Linked DNA regions of Sus scrofa: regions 2 and 3 are each linked to region 1. A link is a contact called in public HiChIP or PLAC-seq data. All regions are on one chromosome and are shown on one strand. Each heading gives the region's core, a stretch centred on a gene start, on an enhancer-like site or on the middle of the called end of the contact. The rest is flanking DNA. Distances are from core to core; before and after follow the strand shown. Region 1 overlaps C10H9orf3 (aminopeptidase O). Region 2 overlaps C10H9orf3 (aminopeptidase O). Region 3 overlaps C10H9orf3 (aminopeptidase O).

The links. HiChIP or PLAC-seq counts read pairs in DNA pulled down with a chosen protein or histone mark.
Region 2: an H3K27ac HiChIP or PLAC-seq map of alveolar macrophages shows a contact between it and region 1. The contact joins two enhancer-like sites. A contact is called at or near these places in 1 of 47 Hi-C or Micro-C datasets (fibroblasts) and 1 of 2 datasets of contacts at active chromatin or transcription factors (alveolar macrophages).
Region 3: a contact with region 1 is called in an H3K27ac HiChIP or PLAC-seq map of alveolar macrophages. The contact joins two enhancer-like sites. A contact is called at or near these places in 1 of 47 Hi-C or Micro-C datasets (embryonic fibroblasts) and 1 of 2 datasets of contacts at active chromatin or transcription factors (alveolar macrophages).

Annotation. Positions count from the first base shown.
Region 1 is chr10:27,264,667-27,267,698 of Sscrofa11.1, forward strand. The region is part of intron 5 of C10H9orf3 (aminopeptidase O); the gene reads right to left. Among named protein-coding and RNA genes, the nearest start is that of MIR23B, 190 kb to the left of the region's middle. Within about 2 kb of position 1,470, at least 24 of the 83 cell types and tissues checked have an H3K27ac peak or open chromatin away from gene starts, as enhancers often do. A contact at or near this core is called in alveolar macrophages, where this site is marked.
Region 2 is chr10:27,114,756-27,117,787 of Sscrofa11.1, forward strand. The region is part of intron 14 of C10H9orf3 (aminopeptidase O); the gene reads right to left. Among named protein-coding and RNA genes, the nearest start is that of MIR23B, 36 kb to the left of the region's middle. Within about 2 kb of position 1,441, at least 33 of the 83 cell types and tissues checked have an H3K27ac peak or open chromatin away from gene starts, as enhancers often do. A contact at or near this core is called in alveolar macrophages, where this site is marked.
Region 3 is chr10:27,408,721-27,411,752 of Sscrofa11.1, forward strand. All of the region lies in intron 2 of C10H9orf3 (aminopeptidase O), which reads right to left. Among named protein-coding and RNA genes, the nearest start is that of C10H9orf3, 62 kb to the right of the region's middle. Within about 2 kb of position 1,446, at least 4 of the 83 cell types and tissues checked have an H3K27ac peak or open chromatin away from gene starts, as enhancers often do. A contact at or near this core is called in alveolar macrophages, where this site is marked.

The DNA.
Region 1 (3,032 bases), core at 220-2,719:
ATGTCATGGGCAACGTTGCTTATTTTGGAGACCAAGTTCAGTTCTGAATTTATCACCTATTACACATTATAAGACGAATCACCTAAACACGTACTAGGAGGGGTGGCAAAATTATTTTTAACTTAGAAAGGAAAATACTGGAATGAGATTAACATCTCTGTCATTTATCAGCAGCTAGATTTGCCATCACTGCTGAACTCTCTGACATCTCCAAGCACCGAGAGGGCAAAATATTTGTATGAATGGATGTATTTCTGACGCCTGGTGCATTGCAAATGGACATAAGTAGATTTTTTTTTTTTTTGTCTTTCTACCTTTTCTAGGGCCACTCCCACGGCATATGGAGGTGCCCAGGCTAGGGGTCTAATCAGAGCTGTAGCCACCAGCCTAAGCCACAGCCACAGCAACTCGGGACCCAAGCTGTGTCTGCAACCTATACCACAGCTCACAGCAACACTGGATCCTTAACCCACTGAGCGAGGCCAGGGATCGAACCCACAACTTCATGGTTCCTAGTCGGATTCGTTAACCACTGCGCCACGACAGGAACTCCATATAAGTAGATTTTTAAACTTTGTGCAGATGGTGTTAAAAATGGTAAAGACATTCAGCTCGCCCCCGGCTTATAATCAGTCCAGTTGCCCCCACCCCCACCACTGCTTGTCCTCTGTCTTCTTGATAAGCTTTGGGTTCATAGCGGCCTAAAATCCAACTGTTTGACAGTTTTGTGTCTGATGATTATAGAGTATAGAGCTGAGTGAAATAAAGAATAAAAGTCAATAAATTAACTAGAAATCCTTACACAAGGGTCCAAAGCCACACACACACACACACACACACACACACACACACACACACACACACACACAATCATTGTATGAAACGGTCTTGAGTTATCACACATCACTGTCAACTTCTAAAAGCAATACCCACTGCGGTACCGTATTTTAGTGTCTGACTTGTATCATTTCATCACTTTTATCTCACATTTGAACTGTCTTGTTTTATGGAACAGCTTTAACCACTTTTTTTCCCCCACATGAGCTAATGAACCTAATGTACCACTTTCTGTGTTCTGACATAACTGCAACTTAAATAGATTCAACCTCAACTGTCTTTTATTAAGGCAGAAGATCTCTGCTCCACAGCTGAATCTGAAAGCTAATTTGAGATGAGATTGTATTTTTATAATAAACTTGCTATAGAGAAGCTGAAAAAAAAAAAAAAAAAAAAAGAATGAAAAGTCAAGGAGTTCCATTGTGGCTCAGCGGTAAGGAACCCAACTAGTAACCATGAGGATGAGGGTTCAATCCCTGGCCCTGAGAACTTCCCTATGCCCCAACTGTGGCCCTAAAAAGCAAAAAGCAAAAAGCAAAAAAAAAAAAAGAAAAAGAAAAAGAAAAAGGGAAGTCAAGTGCCCATCCTAGTACCTAGCACACAGTAAACAGGCCACAAATGGTAGTCCCGCCCTCTTGCTCTCAGATTGCTAAGTGCTTTCAAGTCTGTGTTTAGAATTGATTCTTCAAATCCCCCATGAGATAGTGTCAAGTGAACATTCTGCTTTTATTGGCGGGAGGCAGGGAGGGGGAGGATGGCTCATTTACTCCTCCGAGATGGGATCCTGGCACAGTCCAAGGCTGGACCGAAACTGGCGCTCTCGGCCGCAGCTTAGCGGCAGGGCTTCTGGGCTAAATTGCTTCTTGAGGTGGTTTGCCACACCGAGGTGTGTTTTTTAAATCTGTGCAATAAAATTTGGTGTGGTCAGAGAGGCGGCGGATGGGAACCCACCCACAGGCAAATGACGTCAAAAAAGCTAAAGGGAAACATTGGGCTTCTCTGTTCTCGAGCAGCTTCTGCTATGTTAAGCAACCTCAGAAGGAAGCTGACTTTCCATTAAAAAACAGCCGCTTTGGCAGTTGTCACAGACAGCCTGGGGTCTTATACTTCCCCTCTCAGGAAAGTGGGGAAAATAATTTCCATAAGTTGGAAAGGAAGAAAGCTGGAGTTCAAAGGCACTCGACGGTCAATTGATGTTAACTTCCACTTCCAAAGAGCAAACAAGGAAACTGAGGCTCAGAGCAGGTTGGATACTGAGCCTTTTACTTCTGGATTTCCAGCCTAAAACACTTGGCGGTCACAAACCTGACAGTCCGAAACTTTGTCAGCTGCTCGGATGAGAAAGGACATTGCAATGTGGTTTTGTTTTGTTTTGTTTTGTTTCTTTTTAGGGGCTCACCCTTGGCATATGGAAGTTCCTAGGGTAGGGGTTGAGTTGGAGCTGCAGCTGCCAGCCTATGTCACAGCCACAGCAACGCCAAATCCAAGTCACATCTGTGACCTACACCACAGCTCCCGGCAACGCTGGATCCTTAACCCACTGAGTGAGGCCAGGGATCCAACCTGCATCCTCATGGGTACTAGTCGGGTTCTTCACCTACTGAGCCACAACAGGAACTCGTTTTTTGTTTTTTTTTAACTTTGACTTAAGTATAGTGACATTTCATCAGTTTACAGAGGGGCTGCTTCAGCAGAAGTTCATGGTGGCTGAAGGGGGAATGGTCCTGTCCCATTGAGCCCCCTGACACCCCAGCTCTTGCTGGGATAGAAGCTCTGGAGAGGCTGTGTGGATGTGTAAGGGGCACACAGCCAGGCAGACCCTTCTTTCTTACACTTTTGTCCCCAGAAGACAACCTGATGTGTGGGCCTGAACACACTTTGCAGACAAAGCTTCCCCCTGCAACTCTGGGGGGTCCCCTGCCTGGGGTGGGACCAACTATTGGATCTCTCAGTTCTTCAGCTTTCTCCTCTACAGAGGTGACGGCTAAGGGACAACTGAGAAGCAGTGTGCACAAGTCACCCAGCAGGGTTGTCCACGAATGGCTGCAGGGTTTAGCTCTTCCTTGTATTTTTGGGAAAGCAACTGAAGCTGATACTAAAATATTGTTGATACATTATTTATTTATTATTATTCGTTTATGATTTGTTACATTATTTATTATGAGTTTCCTTAGTAAATTAATTCTCCCATCAGT
Region 2 (3,032 bases), core at 191-2,690, 150 kb before region 1:
ATACTTATTAACCATGGACCTAAAACTTAGAGATCTAAAATCCCAGCAGGTCTGAGACCTATCAAAACCCTTTCATAGGTGTTAGTATGAAGGAGATTAAACTGAAGATCTGTGATCTAGTAGCAATCTAAAATCTCAATTACTGCAAGTTATTCCTAATAGACTCCTAAAGAAATTTCATTAAACTGCCATTAAGTTTTAGCGTTTTGATTCCTCTTTTATATGCCTTTATGTATGTATAAATGTATAACATCTCAAAAAAGAAAAATTCAGAATTATTTTATGAACATAATACATTTTAATAGCACAGAACTTTTCAAAATTGCAAGAAATGTTTAAGCATTTCTAAGTTTTTGAATTGTTTATCCATTTTAACGAAAGATAATCAGTCTATAGAAAACCAAACTGTCCCTCCTCTCAGTACCCAGATTATCTGCTTTATAAATTAACTTGGAACTTATGTTAAAAAGAAAAAGAAAAAAAAAGAGGTAAGCAATGAACAGTTTTCTTTGTGTAGGTTTTAAGAAATTTTTCTTATGTAATTAAAAAAAAACTTTAAGAGTTTACTCTCCACATTTTAACAGAATTTCTTCAACCGCGCTTTTAATCAAAGTCACAACATACCAATTATAATATATTCTATTCCAAAATGAAGCCTGATTTATAACAGATTAATCTGAAAAAAAGAAAAAAAAAGTGAGCACTGATGCCTTCAAAGTGAAAAGTGGACACACAGATTTTTCAATTACTAAATGCCACCTCAGAGGCTGAGAACCACTTTCCTACTAACTTCACAACGTAGGGTCTCATCTCATAACTTTGTAAGTAATAGTTACCTTTGAGAGAGAAATAAAACATGAACAGGCTGCTCCCTCCAGGGCTACCCAAACAAACTTCTCTTTAGAGTCAAAGCTAAAAACACTGCTTCTTTTACTGTCTGTGGTTAGCTGTCCAGCACTTGGTCGACGTTTCCATCTAAGAATGTTTGCACCGAATTGAGACCCAAGACCAGGACCCCTCTAGGTGAGCGCACACAAAGAGGAAGGAGAAGAGTTCTCTAGAGAAGAGAGCTAACCTCAAGAACCTTTCTAAAGAAGGCTCTAGTCTGAAGAGGTCATCTGTGACTCTTTCTCTGGATTTGTCCTTTAAGTACTAAGCTTTCTTGAGCACATCAGAACGTATTTGTTTTCCTGACTTTTCTTCCTTGAAGATTTGGGAAATACACAAAAAATTACGATACCGACGCCCATGACCTGAAATGCACTCAAAGTTTAAAAACGTCTAGTACAAAGGCATGAAAAGGAAGGCAAGAGCCCATGTATAGTATTTTTGAAGGCAACTAGAATTCCCATTCACATCCAATGATACCACCACGGGAGTGGGGATGCAAATCCACAGAATGGGCTGTTAAGCCGGGAGCAGAGGAGGATAGGATTATGAAGCAGAACGAATACGAGAGACCCAAATTGGCTTTCTTTCCCGCCAAGCTCATTTGGTGGAGAGACGGAAAGTTAAAAAGAGGAAAATGAGAAGGGATTTGGTAGACGGAGAAGAAACCACCTTCATTCTCCTAACGAGCACCAGCTGACGGCCCTGGGCACCCGCAGCTGTCAGACGGGCCAGCCCGACCTGGAGGGGGGAGGGAGGGGGGGACGGAGGAAAAAGTCCGACTTACTGAGGCTCCCGTCTGGGCGCGGGCCGGAGCCTGGAGTCCTCGCGGATCGGTCCCGGGCGCCGGCTGATATCCGCAGCGGCCGCCGTGCGCGCCGCCTCCTCTTCACGGGCCAATCCCCGGAGAGGCCGTCGCCGCCGCGCCGCGCCCCGCCCCGCCCCGCCCGCTCCGCGCGCCCCGTCGGGCCGGGTTCCCACCGCGCGGCGCCCCTTCGCGGCCACGCCCCTGGCCCCCACCCCGCCCCGCCAGTCAGCTCCCACCCAGTAATTACTCTAATTAGAAGTTTTAGTCTCAGCAGTTAAACAATGTCCAAACCAGTCCCAACACAGCCTGCAATTCAAATGGCTTTGAGAACAAAGGCAATCAGAGCTGCAACAATTTTTCCTCTAATTTATAGAATGTGAAGACTTTCTCTCGTAACTCACTGTACTTTAGGGAAAAAAAAAGTTTAAACTCCAGCGTACGTGCCATTTCACCATGATATCAGCATCTCTATGGAAAAACACCAGCCTATACTAGCTACAACAAAGAAAAAAAAGAAAAATCACTGTTATGAAAAAATGAATATTAAATGCATGAGTTTAGTGCCTCCTGCAGAACTGTCACAAATGTTCCTGGATCACCTGGTGAAAGGGTGAAAGATGTACGAAGATATGGGAGGGCTGTTTTCTTTACAGTGTACAGATTATGCCAATAAAAGGGCAACAAACCACCCAGGGCATCTTTCTAGTAATTAATCTGCATAATTCTTAATTAGTACTGGTTGAAGTGATCAGGCCTATTTTCCCCAGAAATTTATAATAGCCCATTCACAATTCTGAGTATGAGTCTCTTCAGTCTAGTTTCAGATGAACAGGGGGTATTTCAGGATGAGTAAAATTATAACCATGAAATATGTGCTTAGAAAAATAAAACACCAGAAACAACAAAAAAAGCCCTTTATTTTCCAGTACTGGTTTAATCTCTAAAGCAATCTGCATCCATTTTAGAATTACTAAACAATTTATGGCATGTGAAAGATTAAAAACAAAACCAAAGAAACACAGGCAATGAACTAGTGGAGTAGAAAAATAATAAAATAACCACTACAAAAACACTGAATAAAATAGGTTATATGACTCATGTCTTCCCCTTTCAATATATATTTTTCAAAAACATTTTCATTTTTTCAAGATATCAGGTAACTATAGTTTTTTAGTCTCACTCCATGCATTTACTCAATATGCTCTAAAATTTCTCCATTTTTAAATGAAGAAAATTGTTTTTAAATTTTTAAATTAAGTATAGTTGATTTACAAGGTGCCAATTTCTGCTGTACAGCAAAGGGACTCAGTCATATACACACCCGCACATTCTTATA
Region 3 (3,032 bases), core at 196-2,695, 140 kb after region 1:
ACTTCTCCCAAATGAATTACTTAACTATATAAAGAGAGTTGTTTTGTTTTGTTTTGTTTTAAAGGGGAAAAATATTTTTTGGATGAAGTTTTAAATACTAGTCTGCCAAGTTAAAATTTATATTACCCTTGCCCCTCCCCTTAGGCCCTTAAGCCTTCAAAAGAGAAAAAGTTTTAGGGACATTCTTATGAACCGTTTGGAAAATATTCTGGAAAAGAAAACATGTTTAGGCGATCACTGAGATATTAATGCTTAGAAAAACAAGCTGGTGGTCTCAAATCCAGGGCTGGCAGGCAGATACCCCCAATCTTGGAAACCACCATCGCCAATGGAACCCTTGTGGGAATCCTTGTGTGGAGGCCAAGAACAAGGGTTGGCATATAAACAGGCGCGTAGGTCGCAACAACCAGGCTTGTGACGGGAAGGCCAAGGATAGAGCTGTTAGCAAAGCAAGTGCAGGAAACCAATGGCATGACGTTAGGCCTCATTCTGCTACAATTAAAAAATACAGACCCACCCATATCAAGGACAACCCCTTCCATGATTAAGTCACGGCCAGAGATAGAAAACAAAAAAATTTATGAGATGAGAGAGGTCTGTTCTTCCGACACTAGGGTGTAGGAGGCACGGACTGGCCCGGAGGAAGATGCCTTAGGAAAGTATTTCTACTTTTTGCTTTTCAGGGTTATGGCAAACCTGATATAGTTTTAATTGGCTTGTTTTATAGAGTAAATATTAGGGCAGAACACTACCTCTCTTGCAACTGGTTTTCCTTTTTTGTTAACGTTGTTACGACGAAACCTCTCTTGTGTTCTTACCGTGTGCAAGAACAGGGAGAATGATGGCCCCGCTCCTTCAGTTGGGGTCCAGGAAGGAAAAGAGAAACCTGGTCTAGGTCTTTTCATACAGGGAACTGGTTATACAAGTTACAGAAGAGTTGAGAAGCCAAACAGGGGACAATGAGGCAACCGAGAGATTAGCCACAGTGGTAAGTAGCTGTGACTCCACAGGTTGGAGGAGCTGGCGTTACTGGGTGTTACAGGCTTACAGCATCAGGGGTCATTGGGCGGAAGCCAGAGTCACCGTGGGAAGGTCCGGCGGGCGCTGGGACCAAAGGAGACTCATCATTGCTAGAGATGCACAAAAGAAGCAGAGAGGGGAGAGAAAATACCTTGTTTCTCCCCACCTCCTGCTCTCAAATGTTCCACCAGTGCCCTGCATTGGCCAAAACTGGCAGGAAGCCAAAGGCAAGGAAGCCTGGGAGAGGAGGTTCCTTGTCATTCAAAGAAAACAATAAGAGCCGAAAATGGACCTTACAGCAGACATGCAGTTGCAGTCTACCTCCTAGAAATGTATATGCTGTGATGATGCACAGGTTTGACATGAGACGGGGAAAGAAGTTTAGAAATTCAGACTTGGGTCCTGGCTGAATTACCGACTCACTAAATGGCCATGGGAAAGTCCCTTGACCACTCTGAGTCACATGCTAAATGGGGATGAAGGGCAGGACTTCTACTGCCTGTTGTGGTCTCTAAATCTATAGGATTCTGTGTTCCAGAATCATCGAGCCAAGAGCAAAGACAAATTTTTACGGAAGGCCCAGAATGTTCCATCAGTTTCAATGAGTGCTGAGCTCCACCCTGGTCTCCTTAGATCCTCGGTTAATTGATGAGCCTTGGTTAACTCTCCAGCCTCAGGCTGCCTGAGACCCTAAGGACAAAGCCCCCTAAAGCCACCTTCTTCCAGATGGGGCTGCTGGTGATGGATGGGTACTGGTGGGGGGAGCTTTAGCAGCTCACATAGCTCAGGTATATGGGGTCAAGGTATGCCTAGTTCTGAAAAATTCACCTGCTTTTTTCCCTCAAAGGCCCATCTTAGAGAAGGATCCCAAGAAGAAAAGTATCATTAGTGGAAAGAGAGTAAGTATGTTGCCATTGTCTACATGGCACGTGTAATGCCTCTCCCTTTGACAATGACTAATGACATTGAGAATCAAGGTTTTCTTTCTCAACGAAGCAGAATGGACCCCACAGCTTGAGCTCTAGGAATCCACTTCCACTCTAAGTAGACTTGTCCTTTTTTTTTTTTTTTTTTTCTGTATTTTCTGTGGCCGCACCCATAGCATATGGAGATTCCCAGGCTAGGGGTCCAATTGGAGCTACAGCTGCCGGCCTACACCAGAGCCACAGCAACGCCAGATCCGAGCCTCGTCTGTGACCTACACCACAGCTCATGGCAACACCGGATCCTTAACCCGCTGAGCGAGGCCAGGGATTGAACCCGCAACCTCATGGTTCCTAGTCAGATTTGTTAACCACTGAGGCACGATGGGAACTCCTCTAAGTAGACTTGTTGAATTAAACCTATTTGTGATGCTTACAGGGAAGTGGGAGGCCTCTGCCTAGAGATATCCTAAGACCTTCTCTGCCTCATGCAAAGGGGGCGCTTATCCCATATTGTGGTCTCAAGTCCCAGGGTGCTTAGGCCACTCTGAAAGTATCTGTGCTGTCTTGCTTTTGAACGCAGCACACTTCCCTAGGGTGACCCTGGTGGTTACAGGCTTTCCCTTTCATGCACAGGGAACAAATCCTCCCCAAAACACTAGCTTGCCAGGGTGTGTACTCCCCTTCTCCCTATAAGGTGGGTTGGAAACCTTGCTGGCATATTATCATGCATTCTGCTTGTTCCCTTAGGTATGCGGTCCCCAAGGCTTTTTCCATCAGCCTCCAGAAGAAAGAGATCTGAGATGACGTTATAGGTGAGAAACACTGCAGAGGAAGAATTAGAAGGACCTGGCGATTTGCTAAAGGAGAGGGAGAAGGAAGGGAAGGCCTCTCTGAGGTAGCCAGCTTCCAAGATGGACCCCAGTGACCTGGTCCCTGGTATTCACACCCATGCAGAGTCCCCTCCCACACTGCATCAGGGTTGGCCTTTGTGACCAGTGGGCATGGCAGAAGTGATATCACTTCTGAGATTCGACTATTTAAAAATCTCTGGCTTTTGTTTTAGGGGTTCTCCTCTCTCACTCCTTC